Regions from separate parts of the Mus musculus genome. Here all the other regions are linked to region 1. Evidence: chromatin contacts called from public promoter capture Hi-C and targeted proximity ligation data. All regions are on one chromosome and are shown on one strand. The core of a region is the stretch at or near the end of the contact, and the rest is flanking DNA. Distances in the headings are between cores, read along the strand shown. Region 1 holds the start of Fads1 (fatty acid desaturase 1). Region 2 holds the start of Plaat5 (phospholipase A and acyltransferase 5). Region 3 holds the start of Rtn3 (reticulon 3).

The links. Promoter capture Hi-C pulls out the DNA fragments that hold promoters and counts their contacts.
Region 2: a contact with region 1 is called in a promoter capture Hi-C map of cranial neural crest. A contact is called at or near these places in 2 of 39 promoter capture datasets (cranial neural crest and hippocampal neurons).
Region 3: a targeted proximity ligation map of astrocytes shows a contact between it and region 1, with 6 times the contacts expected there. A contact is called at or near these places in 1 of 39 promoter capture datasets (hippocampal neurons), 1 of 130 datasets of targeted methods (astrocytes) and 1 of 9 other capture datasets (liver).

The regions. Positions count from the first base shown.
Region 1 is chr19:10,180,125-10,184,991 of GRCm38.p6, forward strand. Fads1 (fatty acid desaturase 1) reads left to right here and starts at 2,764. Exons shown (of 12, transcript NM_146094.2): 1 at 2,764-3,140; 2 at 4,803-4,867. The coding sequence starts at 2,928. It also overlaps the pseudogene Gm50359.
Region 2 is chr19:7,611,075-7,615,632 of GRCm38.p6, forward strand. Plaat5 (phospholipase A and acyltransferase 5) reads left to right here and starts at 1,463. Exons shown (of 6, transcript NM_025731.3): 1 at 1,463-1,756; 2 at 2,256-2,349; 3 at 3,461-3,569. The coding sequence starts at 1,609.
Region 3 is chr19:7,480,543-7,485,411 of GRCm38.p6, forward strand. It overlaps Rtn3 (reticulon 3), which reads right to left and starts at 2,749. Exons shown (of 9, transcript NM_001003934.2): 1 at 2,397-2,749. The coding sequence starts at 2,541.

The sequences.
Region 1 (4,867 bases), core at 1,514-4,013:
CCTCTACAAGAGTAACAAGTGCTCTGAACTGCTGAACCGTCTCCCAAGCCTCGGGGTCATGTTATCCTATGTAGGTTTACAGATAAAGTGAACTCATGGTATAAAATATTTCAGCAAAAAAAAAAAAAATCCGGGGGCTGGTGAGATGGCTCAGTGGGTAAGAGCACCCGACTGCTCTTCCAAAGGTCGGAAGTTCAAATCCCAGCAACCACATGGTGGCTCACAACCATCCGTAACAAGATCTGACTCCCTCTTCTGGAGTGTCTGAGGACAGCTACAGTGTACTTACATATAATAAATAAATAAATAAATAAATCTTTAAAAAAAAAAAAAATCCATGATGATGGCTAGCATTTTAACATACCATCTTTGTAAGCCATGACGATGGTGACTCTTCATCAGTATTGACTTGATGGATCACCCTCGCCCAGGGGACACACCTCTGGGGGTGTCCGTGAAGGGTTTCCCAGAGAGGACTGCCAGAAGAGGGAAGGACTGCTCTGAAAGTAAGTGGCACAATTCTATGGGATCCTGAACTCAAGTGGGTAAAGGAGAAAGGCATCGGAATGTGAGCAGTCCTCTTATCTGTCTCCTGGCTTGCCTGAATGTGAGCAAGCTCGGAATGCCACAGCTGGTGCCATGGCTTCTGCCTATGCTATGCCCATGCCTACCCTCGCACTAGGAGCCGTATTAAACCCTCCTTCTTAAGCTGCACCTTGTCAGTATTTTGGCACAGCTGGGAAAAAGCAGCTAATACAGCAATCTAAGCATTAATTGTTCAAAACATGTGATAAAGGGACAGCAAGGCCGCTTAGCAGGTAAAGGTACTTCCTAGAAGCCTGATGACCTGAGTTTAGTCCCCAACACCCACATGATAGAAGGAGAGAATAGACTCCCGCAGGTTTGTCTTCTGATATCTACATATAGGCTGTGGCATGTATGGTTTTTTTCCACTGACACACACAGGTAAATACTCTAAATAAATAAATAAATAAATAAATAAATAAATAAAATTAAAAGATTTTAAGTAGTAAGATATAAGATAAATTTTTCATATAAAATTAATACTTCTTATGCCAGAATGGTTTAGCACCATTATCAAGAACGGGAAACTGAGGCTGAGGAATGTCCGTGCAGACAGTTTAGTTCTCACACTTAGCCAGAGCAAGAGCGAAACTCCAAGGAGAATAGAGATGTTTTGTTCCCAGTAAAGTTCCCTATTGCAGAAAGACCCACAATACACAGAATTGTTAGAGAACAGGCTCTGTGCCACAGTTGGCAAACGGCGCTCTAAAGAAGCTCATGCTTCCAGAAATAGAGATTGCTAGATTCACCAGTCTACACACTGCTGGTGTAACCACTGCTGAGGCTGTCACACAAACTTCACGATTGATTGCGTCCTACTGTCTCCTGACAATTAAGGCCACTAAACCTGTATAATTCTAATTAATATAGTGAAACACAGTGGTGCTTGCCTATGATTACAGCACTTGGGAGGCCAAAGCAGGGCGATCATTGCAACTTCGAAGCTAATCTGTTCATCACAGTGAGTTCCAGATCAGCCAGGGCTACTGCTTCCAGGGACAAAAATAACAACAAAACACAATACGAAACTAAGATCACTAGAAATAGAAAATGCTAAAGCTAATTGCAAATGTTAAACTACATACAAAGAAGGCAAGGCTGGCCTTTCTTCGTTTTATTTTTGTTTTAAAATCGTTTTTAAAATTGCATTTATTTATTTATTTACGTGTGTGTGTGTGTGTGTGTGCTGCCATGAATTGCAGGCAATGTAGGCTAGAAGAAAAACTTGTGGAAGTCAGTACTCTCCTTCCATCTTGTGGGTCCCAGGGATCCATTTCAGGTCACTGGGTTTTGCATCAGGCAACTGTTCCTCCTGAACCATAGAGCTATCATTAGTATTGTTATCATCATCATCATCACCACCACCATCATCATCATCATCACATTTTAGTTAGTGCATGTGTGTGTGTGCATGCGTGCATGTGTTAATTGTGTGTGTGTGTTCCTAAGTACTATATTCTTGTAAGTCAAAAGTGACGGCCAATCATAGCAGACAAGACTTCTGTTAGCGTTGGGCTATCACGTGAGCAAAAGCCTGGAACTGTAGCCAATCAGTCTCTTTCTTTATGTTAGTCCTCTTTCTTTCCACACATGCTAACTGCCCACCTTGCTAGGAAGGGGGATCTCTGAACGGCTACTGGGTCAGGATGCTGTTTTGTTTGCTAAAGCCACTGTGTTTAATTTGTCACGTGTTTCCTAGGGGCAGGAAATTGACAGAACGTTTGCCTTAGCACAATCTGCTGTATGAAACAGAACGTGGAAAGCAGTGCCTGTAAACCCAGAACTCAGGAGAGTCAGAGGTTCAAGGTCATTCTCAGCTACACAGTGAGTCTGGGGCCGGCCTGAGCAACATGAGAACTGTTTTCTTTTCTATATGTTCACACCAAGCTTCTATGCGCCCTTGGGACCTCCGCCTTAGCTACATCAAGCTGTGACGCACTCAAAGGAACCGTTATCCTATCAATCCCTACCATGCTCAATAAAAAAATAAATAAATAAATTCCGAAGTGGAATAGCCTGGAGACCACTTTCAGGCCCCGCGAGGGGGCGCGTCTCTGCCGCTGGAAGTAGCCTGAGTCTCTCCGGGGAGTGGGGAGTCTGTCTTTGCTACCCGAGAGAGGCGGAGCTCGCGCCCCACGCCACTCGGCTCAGCCAATGGGAGCTCGCGCCGCGGGGCTCGGCGGTCCGCGCCAAGGGTGCTGAAAACCCTGCGCGCGAACGGCGGTCTCCGGGCGCGCGCTCGAGGCAGCCCGACGCTCCCCTAGTTCGCGAGCCTGGCGTGCGCTGCCCCGCGGCCCGGAGCGCGCACCTCTCAGACTCCAGCTTCCCCCGCCAAGCTTGCTATGGCTCCCGACCCGGTGCCGACCCCTGGCCCGGCCTCCGCCCAGCTCCGCCAAACGCGCTACTTTACTTGGGAGGAGGTGGCGCAGCGCTCCGGGCGGGAGAAGGAGCGATGGCTCGTGATCGACCGGAAGGTGTACAACATCAGCGACTTCAGCCGCCGCCACCCGGGGGGCTCCCGGGTCATCAGCCACTACGCGGGTCAGGATGCCACGGTGAGAGCGGACAATAGGCGCATCTGCACCTCGGGGAGGGACATTGGCGGGGAGAGAGGCCTTTGAACCCGGGATGCAAGCGCCTGAGAGACCGGAGCGGTAGACGGTGGCCGGAGACACGCACACTCAAACAAAGGGCTGGTTGCACATCCGTGCTTTGCCTCTGGAGTCTCAAGCATGGGTTGGATAGGAGGGAATGAGCTTTCCAGGCACCCGTTCAACGGTACTTGCAACCTCCGGTGGTGGGAGGAGGAGTCTGAGCAGAGAGTGGGAGTCGCGTCCTGTCTGCCAGGCTAGGAGGGTGAACACAGCCTTGTCTGACCTAGAGAACTGGCCCTAAGTTGGGATTCGGAGCGGAAAGGAAGTGGGAAAGGACTGCTTGCGCTAGGGATGACACTGAGGACCCGGTGCTTGGGCATCACCTGTACATTGTGAAGCCCGGAGGGTAGGGTAATGAACCTGAGCCGGTCCAAGACAGCTTGCAGTTGGAGTCGTAAAACTGTACTCGGATTCTTAGTGCGAGGTCACTTGGGCCAGGGAGGTCGACTATTGAGGGAATAGGGCTCCCGCGCGATTAGACACTTCGCGGGGTCGCGTCCCTTTTCCGTTGTAGCTTACTGAAGGAAGAGTCAGTACGAACCCCAGCTTCTGTCTAGTGGCCCTGTTTTCTCTTTTTAGACCATATCCTCCCTCAGAGGCGAGGGCCGGACTAGGAATGACTTAGGACAGAGCATTCTTTGACAGGATTGTCATCTGTTGGGTCTCTACATTTGGGTCCATCTCCCTTTTAACTACCTAATGCCATCCCTCCGACCTCTTACTCCTTGTCTGCCAGTCTAACGTGCTCCCGGGGTCCTCAGGGTTCCTATTAAGTTGCCCATGAAGTTAGAGGTGGAGGGCCTTAGCGACCAGGCTAGAAGGAGCCGGTTTCTAGAAGTAACCACCCAGAATCCAAACAGCAGTGCATTCCTATACCGGTTCATGAAAGGATGGAGCAGACCCGCTCCGTCTAGGCTTCCCATTCTGTGTGGCTTGGGGGCCTAGGATTTCATGGCAAGGACAGCGATTGGTCTGGATGTGTGGTGCCACTGACCACGGACTCCACCTCCGCTTACAGCTTTTTTTCCCTAAGGCCCTCCCACCCACCTTGTATAACCCATATTAACTATTCCGGAGCGGGAATGGTCAGAATGTTGAGGGAAATAGGGAACCCTGCCCAAAGGAGGAAGAAATGTGAAGAGTTCCCCAGCGCTGGCATAGGTAGGGAGTCTTCCTCACAACAGAAGCTGGCTAAGAAAGAAAGGGACATGTTGAAAGTACTGTAGGAACAAAAACCTCATAGCCCCACCTATTCCCGCAAGCTGCTTCTCTCCTGTGCTAAATTCCTACACCAAGTGTCTGTAGACATGAAGGCTAGCTTCGTCAGGTCCGTGTTTGTGGCATTCAGCGGAGTCTTTCCAGTCTTTGGTGTAGTGCCCTTTCAGTGGAAACCCAAATGCCAGGTGATCTGGGACTGACATCTGGAAGAACAGTAGGGAGGAGGGAGGAGGCCTTGCATCAGCATTGATGCAAACCTTGTTGACCTGGAGGATGGTCTTTGATGTGAGGCCCTTGGGAGCCTGGGAGACAGGGGTCCTCACTGTCTTCTCTCTGTATTTTTAGGATCCTTTTGTGGCATTCCACATCAACAAGGGTCTTGTGAGAAAGTATATGAACTCTCTTCTGAT
Region 2 (4,558 bases), core at 213-2,712, 2.6 Mb before region 1:
CAGCCATCATTTTAAAAATGAAGCTTCAGGGCTGGTGAGATGGCTCAGCGGTTAAGAACACTGACTGCTCTTCCAAAGGTCCTGAGTTCAAATCCCAGCAACCACATGGTGGCTCAAAACCACCCGTAAAGAGATCTGACTCCCTCTTCTGGAGTGTCTGAAGACAGCTACAGTGCACTTACATATAATAAATAAATAAATCTTTAAAAAAAAAATGAAGCTTCAATCATGAAAAAACCCCAAGGTATTAGGTTTGCAAAAGGGGGTTTGGAAAAATAGTTAAAAGGTAAGAGGATATCAATGGCTAGAGAAAGTATTTTATTCAACCGCAAAGAAGGACTTTTCATTGTTTGTAGGAACATGGAAGGAAAGGGGGATCATGTTTATCAAACTATGCCAGACTCAGAAAGACAAGTAGCATGCATGCTGTCATGCGTGGACTTTGGGAATAATAATTGTAAGGCCAGGAATGTCTGAGGGGGGCTGTGAAGGATGTGGAGAGAAATTGAGGTGAGATGATTTTGAGGGAAGGAGACTTGAATAGTGAAGTTGACCAAAGCACATCAAACACATAAATGGAAAGTACATGACTTTGTAGAGTGCAAGTTTGCGTGGATAGAGTCACTGTATGTACGCAGTCCTGAGACTGAAAATGGGGATCCCTTGAGCTCAGGAGTTCAAGGCCTGCCTGCCCAGCAGAGCGAGGTCCCATAGTAAAAAACTAAGGAAAAGACAAAGGACACATTAGACTGTGGAGACAAAGGACACATTAGACTCAGGGAGGAGGGAGAAGATGGATGGAAAGCAGGGGACGTAGGTGGGGCTTGTGTACTGGGTGTGTTCCCATCTTTGTGTAAACATTGTATATTTATTTGGCTTTCATTTCAAAAAGATTTATTTAATGTGCATATGTGTTGTCCACATATGTCTGTATACCATGTGCACGCCTAGAGCTAGTGGAGGCCAGAAGAGGGCGTCAGATTCTCTGGAACTGGGTTTATAGACCTTTGTGAGTCGCCAGGTGAGCGCTGGAAGCCTAGTCTGAGTTCTCTGCAAGAGCAACAGATGCTCTGAACCCTAGCCATCACTCCAGCTCCCGTGTTTCGCTTTTGTGTCTCATGCTAGCGGAGGCTTGCCTGGATGTCACTGTGTAGAGAAATTGAAATTCCCAGCCTTTATAATCCGGTCTCAAAGCCCTCGGTGTGTTTGGTTAGTCAGTAACTCTCGACTTCTCCAGCGGCCTCAGGTGCTGCCTCTGGGACTTTGGGACCGCGTCTTTGCGTGACTCATGAATGACCTAACTCCTGCGTGGAGCGCCTGCCTTTCCGTTGAGTTGCTGGGGCGCCTTCCTCCGCGCCAGTGTCTACGCATACGCTTACTGCACAGTTGCAGCGGCCCACACCCCACCCGCTCCCGCGCGCGCCCTCATTCCGCGCGTCCCGCCCCACGCGCTCTCGCCGCCGTTTGACACGCGCTCCCTGGAGGCGACGCCCCACCTCTCTCACCTCCGTTCCAGCCCCGCTGGCCCCAGTGCCCATGATCCCGGGGCTAGGCGGACCCTGGTCCGCACCTCCCTGCAGGCGCGTTGTCCCTGCTGGCCCCAGCGGGATGGGCCTGAGCCCAGCAGCCAGCGGGGAGTTCGGGATCCGCCTTTCCAGGGTCCCATGGCCACGCCCCACGCAGATCTCGAAGACCTCAAGTACAGAGTCAAGTGACACCCAATCTGCAACTGGACAGTCAACTGTACCCCACTCAGGTCTGCCCCAGGAGTCCCAGGAGTAGGGTCTCTCCCTCGAGATCTTTGAGGGTAATTCCCAGCGGTTGGCCCCTGCCAGAAATGGTTTGGCAGTTGCTTGCGTCTAGACAGCCCCCATACAAATTTTATGGAGGGCAAAGCAGGAACCGACACAGTTCTAATTCTTATTTTATACACACACACACACACACACACACACACACACACACACACACAGATATAATTTTTTTTTGAGACAGGGTTTTGCTATGTAGCCCTGGCTGGCCGCAAACTCTTACTATGTAGATCAGGTTGGCCTGGAACTCACAGAAATGCGTCTGCCTCTCTGCCTTCAGAGTGGTGGGATTAGAGGCATTCACCACCACACCTGGCTTTAGACACCATTCTAAATCAGAACATGCAGCCCACTTTTGACTCGAGTTGGTCTTTCATGGGGCTCCCTCCTTCCCCCATAGAAGGCAGCTGTGTATTAAATCACACCCCTTCCCTCCTGAACTAGACTCAGCGAGTTCTCAAGCGCTGTTGGTCCAGTTCTTGCCGAAGCAACTCAAGCAAGACCGCCGATTAGAACAGGCCCGAAGCTTTCAGCAGGGGTAAGAGTCTTACTATGAGGACTGGGGCTTTGGGTACCAGAAGCATTTTTGAAGATCTTATTTAGATGCTAGTTCTGCAGAACACCATACCCACCCCCTAACCTGCCTCCTCCAGATGGTTTCTGCCAAGGACAAACTAGTGAGTAGCGCCTGCTGGGTAAGATTGAACTAGGCTGCAGACCTGATGACTGTTGGCGTATCTTGTGGAAGTTTTTACCCACAAGACCACTCTCCAGACTCATCAAAGTTGAGTGAGTTTGTAGGAGTACAAACCAGTGAAAAATTTAGGAGGTTTGTGCCTGGGCATTAGGTTGGGGCAAGGAGAGGAGGTTTGAGGCGTTTTGCATTTTATTATACTCTATTATGTACCGTCTTCTCTCCTTTTAAGATCAGTGTGTATCACTCACTGATAGAGATTTGAAAAGAATAATGTGCAAATTAGAAAATAATCAGAAAGCTCTGACCAGAGGGGGAAGGGAGAATGAATAATAGAATTTATTTGAGAATAAGTTCATAGTCCAGTGCAAAATGCACACACCTTGTGGAAACCAGCAGCCCATTCCAAGGAATAGAGAAGAGGAAGACACATTTAGAGTTGAATCGAGGAGAATTAAAGTTGCTGTGAATAAATCATCTTTGGCCACAGGTTTAATTATAACAGGGGTGTTTAGGGACCAGCAGGGTATGCCAATCCAAGATGAATGATTGCTGGGCAGGGGTGTCCCCTGAGAAGCAACATTGTGGCAGGACGTGGTGCTCTTTGTGCAAAGTTATGGCTTGTGGGATTCCTCAAAGTAGCTCTTGCCAGCAGTGCATGCCAGCACTCCCTATGGCTGCATTTTTGTCTGAATTTGAGACCAGGGACTCCATTTTGAATGTGACACTTCTCACCTACACACTCAGTTTTAAGCAATTGGAGACAACCAGGGCGAAGCTGTTGAACTGTATGAAGGCGAATGAATGTCTTCATAGAGTCAAGTTTGCAGGTGTGTGTGTCTCTTTCGATGACAAAACTGAAAGGTGTCTTAAAAGCACAGATCTGTTCAGTCACACAGACTTTCCAACAGCCGTGGAACGATGTTTACAATGTGATTGCAAAACCATTTTCTAGAGAGAAGCCGGAAACTAGTTTGGAGCTCACACCCAGCAAGAAGAGGACAGAGCTGATTCCAACATCAAATTCAGAGATCGAAAGCACACAAAAAAACCAAGCAGTTGAGGTGCGTATCCCAGGAATCCATAGGATGAGTGTTTTAGTTTCTTGGTCATTGCTCACTGCATCGTGTTTTACTCTGCGTCTAATAAATATCTGCACCGACATGAGAGATTGGTTATGTGTTTTTTAAAGTAGATTTCCTGAGGCACATTTAGCCCATATTTAAATTCTAGATTTTTAAAATATGCAATTAGACACATTCTGATATTGTTATGTTAGAGCTGAAAAGAGAAAAATGGCAGGTTCCTGGGAAGGAGCTGACATGAGATTACCCTGCTCCCTCAGAAGACCTTTATTAGGAGGAGAGAGAGCTTCACAATGTGGGGGGGGGGGCAGCATCAGGCCTTGGAGCGGGAGAGCTGGAGAGCTGGAGAAAGAGAGTGTCTTAGCAGCCACAGGCCTTGGAGGAAGAGAGTGCTGACCCTTCATATCCTGAGAGCAAAGGCGTTTCTAACTCTTACAGGGTTTGGAAGTGTGTGTGTGTGTGTGTGTGTGTGTGTGTGTGTGTGTGTGTGTGTGTGTGGTGGGGTGGTGGAGGGGGGAGGCATCATATCACATGATCTATCTTGGCCATGTCACTGTACCTAAGGGCATGGTGGCAGGCACAAGGTAGGACCGTGAATTTGTCCTGTAGCTCCAGGGGATGGGGTTGGTGAAGGGCTTCAAGGCCATAGAGCAACCTGTTTCTTATCACCTCTCTGTCTCAGACAAGGGAGCTGCAGGGGCACACGGCCTGGTTTTTGAGTAGGGGGAGGAGAATGAACGTGCATGAGCCAGCAAGAGGGTCTGTGGTCTCACAGATACACGTATTCAAGTGTGAAACCCTTTGCCATCATACACATCCATAAGCATGTTTTTTTTTAATTTTAATTTTTTTGTTTGTTTGTTATTTTTTGAGACAGGGTTTCTCTGTATAGCCCTGGCTGTCCTGGAACTCACTCTGTAGACCAGGCTGGCCTCGAGCTCAGAGATCTGCCTGCCTCTGCCTCCCAA
Region 3 (4,869 bases), core at 1,499-3,998, 2.7 Mb before region 1:
TACACAGGGCTACCTCTTTTTGTTTTGGCTTTGTCTCTCTCTCTCTCAAAAAATCGAAACAAATGAAACAAAGAGTTATGTTAACAACAACAACAACACCATCACCACCACCCCAAGCAAGGTAGCTTGGCATAGTGGCTCACACCTATTATCTCAGGATTTGAGATGATGAGATAGGAGAGATTTCAAAGCCTGCTAGGATATGTAATGAATTCCAGAAGAAGACTCTTTATTAAAAAACACAGGGAAATGGCAATAATAAAACTGTGACAATGTGGCATGTGACATGAGGGAATGATAGCAGAAACACAAGCTAAACAAAAATACTGCATGTTAATATATCAGTACTGCTAATATAAAATTCACAGGGTGGCAGTACATACTTGCATTCCTCTGGCACACTAAGGGAGCCAATCCCTCTGACAGTGCATTAAAAGAATAAAAATGTTGATTCGAGGGCTGGTGAGATGGCTCAGTGGGTAAGAGCACCTGACTGCTCTCCCAAAGGTCCAGAGTTCAAATCCCAGCAACCACATGGTGGCTCACAACCATCCATAACAAGATCTGACTCCCTCTTCTGGTGTGTCTGAAGACAGCTACAGTGTACTTACATAAAATAATAAATAAATCTTTAAAAAAAAAAAAAAATGTTGATTCGTGATGGGTGTGGTGGCATGCACCTGTAGTTCCCATGGAGGTTGAGGCAGAATCATCTTGCATTCAGGGCTAGCCTGGGCTACTTTGTATTAAAATTTTTTTTCACTATTTGATGACAACCATAGCTAAAAATTTAATTCTCTGAGTGCTAGCTAGACTGATTCCTCAATACTTAACATTTGATCTTCAGCACAAAAGGCCAACTTCTGAAACCTAGACTTTTATCAGAAATTTGGAAATTAGGACTAGGCCAACCAAACAGTAAGCAGTGATTAAAGGCAAGTCACTAAGTTATAGAAAAGCCACCGTTTATCTGGAAAATAGCCCAAAATGCAAAAATTTGAAAGAGAAATGCTGGTGGTTTAAACAGAACCAGGGTTCAAAATATGCTGCCTCATTCCCTTTATCTCCAGAAAACTTCCTCCCATACCATTTATCCAAATGGCCATTCCCATGGAGAATTCTGCAGGGCACCAAAGCTCTCAGACAGGTGGAAGGCCAGTATTAGGAAACATGAGAGAATATATTTAATGCTAAGATCAGGAATATTGTGTCATAATTCAAGACTGCGCTGGAGTCAACAAAGCATTTTCTAAACCTCTTAAAATCCTTCCTTTGACAAACCGAATTTTTCGCCAAAGACTCAGTTCTCTTAAGAACCACCACCTGCCAGTGGTGCATATTTTTCCTCAAGAAGGCATCTGCACTGCAGATCTCTCTGATCTGAGTCGAGCTTGCCAGTCAGCTCCCACCAGCAGGCAGACTTGTATACAAAAGAAACTAAAGGAGGCCGCCAGCGTCCCTCCTAGTCTTTTCACACACAAGAGAGAAGGGGGTTCAAGCAGCCCAGGCTTTGTCTGAATTCTTTCCCCTGCAGCAATCGTTCCCTTTTGTTATGCTGCTATTGAGAATAGGCCATCGAAAACAAGAAATCAAAACATGGTGATGGCTTGGCAAGACTGTATTTATTATCTTCTAGAATATAGCAACTGACTGCGTGTCCCCACCCCCACGATGCACCACCGGTGAAGAGCCGGCTGTGTTGCAGATGCAGCCAAGGATCCATCTTGGACTATCAGCAGCTCCCTCCCAAATCTTCCCATGCTATTCTCATCACGCCTCATCTACCTCAGAGTCTCAGAAAAAAAAAAAAAAAAAAAAAAAAATCTGGCATTCAGTTTAGCCAAAAACAGTAACAGAACTTCCTGATCCTTCTGGCGAACAAAAAAAAAAAAAAATTTTTTTTTGGAAGGCTATATCATCCATTTAAGATTGTGTCAACCGGTCTGCAAACCTGCAACGCCACCTTTTCCACCACTACCCCTCTCAAAATCCTAGCGACTTCATTTCTCCTACGTCCCACCTGTCACAATCCCCTGAGGCTCGCTAATCCTGCTCTAAGTCACCCCCACCCCCCGACCCACCCTAGGGCTCTCGGGCCTCCAGCACTCGATCCATTGGGTGCACATAGCCTTTCTCCGTTTTCACCCCACTGCGGTGCCCTCCCTTGCAGGGGGTCAGCGTCAACGCCCACTCTAGTTCACCACCCCGCCCCCAACCTGTTTTCTTCACACCCCGTTATTTCCTCACCTCGGTCCTTCGCTCCCCTCCCCCTTAGCCTGTTCCTCAAATGCCCGCCAAGAGACTAAAGCCGCCCACGGCCCAGACAGGTCGCTCGCCCCTTCCCGGAGACCCAGTAGCTCGCGCTCCCCAGGGACCAAGCCCCACGCGCGCCTCACCCGCACACGAGGAGCCGCAGCTCTTCGCCCCCAGGGCGGGGCAGGCTCCAGGGCTCCCGCCGCCGCCGCCGAGAGCTGACGGCTCGGCCCCGGAGGACGACGAGGAGACTGACGGGGACTGAGTGGCCGCTGACGACTCCGCCATGGCTGTACGAGCAAGGGCGGGAGAAGGGTGAAGAGAGACGTAGGGCGGGAGAGTGGGAGGGGACACAGAATAATCCAGCAGCTGGCTCTCCGAAGTTCCCGGCGACGCCTGTTCGGAAGACTGACTCCGACAGACTGACTGACTCAGCCGAGCTCCGCAGGGAGAGAAGGAGTGCGAGCGCGCATGCGCACAAAGAGCCTGGACGCGCGGGCGGCGGCCTCGGAGGCGCGCAGCGACGCAATGCGCAGGCGCAAGAACTGTCCCTCTGCGCTCCCGCAGGAAAGGACGCAGTGACTGGGCCCGCGGGTGGGGCAGGCCTCTCGGGGGTGAGGGGTAGGGGGTGGGGGAATGGGGGAAAGCCTGACGTAAGGGGCGTGGCTAAACTCTAGAACCGGCCCGCCACTGCAGCCCCTGCTACAGATTAACCGTGCCCAGTCTCCCCACCTTCCACTTGTTTATGTGAATGTTTTCTAGCTGGCAGATTATGTTTCTTTATGCCTTCATAAGCTACAAATTTTTTATTATAAATCCTAATTGATGTCTTTGCCTGATACGTACCAGCCTGTGACTCCAAAGAGTACAATATTTAAAGACCCCCCCTCTGTAATGTTCTTTTTGAATTATCTGGTCGTGTCGTAATATCGCCCCACCGAGGCAGGCATGGTACAGTCCCATGTTTGATAGGTGGAGAAAGATGCTAAACAGAATGAGAAACTATTACTCATTCCAATCACATTGCAATGCAGGCACAGAATCGGCTTCATATTTTTATCTTGTTTTTCTTCCCAAAGAGGCTTCAGGTTGTCTTTTCTCTGAGCTATGTTCTGAGCTACAAAAAACATACTTTGGAAAATAAAAAAGAAGCTGCCGAGGAAAGGAAAACCAGGAGAAAACGTCTTGGTTGGGACTGGGGGAATGGAGTGGACATGAAATGAGGTATTAAAAATGAGGCACAGATACTCATAATACTGAATTTTATTCATGTCCTAAGATGAGTCCCCCAAAAAATGACATTTGAAACTGGACATCAATTTATGTCAAATTTTGTTCTTTTTAAATTTTAAGTACATAATGATGATAAAGCTGTGGGATTTGATGTTGCTAAGTAGCAATCTATGACCCAAAGTGCAATTGCAGATTCAGCAAATTCTGTAAAGATGCTAACTCACAGAGGGAGCGCTAGGCAAGCAGGCTGCTGCAGATGGGGAACAAGCTGTGGACCGCATCTGTCCTAGACAGTTTTTTAAGGTCAAATAAAGCTCAGATAGCATCTTGGTTGTTGCAGTGTTCTGAAAACGATCCAGGATATTTCCCAAAATGACTCTGGAAAATATCTTACTCTGTCACTCAACGGCAGGCATCAATTGATAGTGCAGCAAACTGTCCCCCGATGCTGTTGAGTGCCAGAGAACGATGGCAAAGGGAACTGTATGCCAGTAATCAGGAATCCAATTACTTATTTTGGTGAATGCTTAAGTATTTTTTTCTTAAAGTCTATGTTAAAGTCAGGCATGCTGGATAGTTCTATGTTACCTTGAAATCTGAAAAGAGGGAACCTTGATTAAGAAAATGACTCCAGCCAGGCAGTGGTGGCACACACCTTTAATCCCAGCACTTGGGAGGTAGAGGCAGGTGGATTTCTGAGTTCAAGACCATCCTGGTCTACAGAGTGAGTTCCAGGACAGCCAGGGCTACAACAGAGAAACCCTGTCTCTGGAAAAAAAAAAAAAAAAATGACTCCAGGGCTGGTGAGATGGCTCAGTGGTTAAGAGCACTGACTGCTCTTCCAGAGGTCCTGAGTTCAAATCCCAGCAACCACATGGTGGCTCACAACCATCTGTACTGGGATCTGATGTACTCTTCTGGTGTGTGTTTGAAGACCGTTACAGTGTACTCATATAAATAAAATAAATAAATCTTTAAAAAAAAAAGAAAAGAAAAAGAAAATGACTCCATAAGATCAGGTGGTGAGCAAGCCTAAAGGATATTTTTCTTAATCAGTGATCAATGGGAAAGGGCCCAGCCCATTGTGGGTAGGAGCATCCCTGGGCTGAAGATTCTGGGCTCTATAACAAAGCAGGCTGAACAAGCTAGAGAGCAAGCCAGTAAACAGCACTCTCCACGGCCTCTGCATCAGCTCCTGCCTCCAAGTTCCTGCCCTGTTTGAGTTCCAGTTCTGACTTCCTTCAGAAGTAAGTAGAATAAACCTTTTCCTTCCCATGTTTGTTTTTTGTTTTTTGTTTTGTTTTGTTTTGTTTTTGTCACTGTTTTGATGCAGCAACAGGAACCCTAACAAAGTTGTACCAGTGTAGTGGGGTCTTATGACAG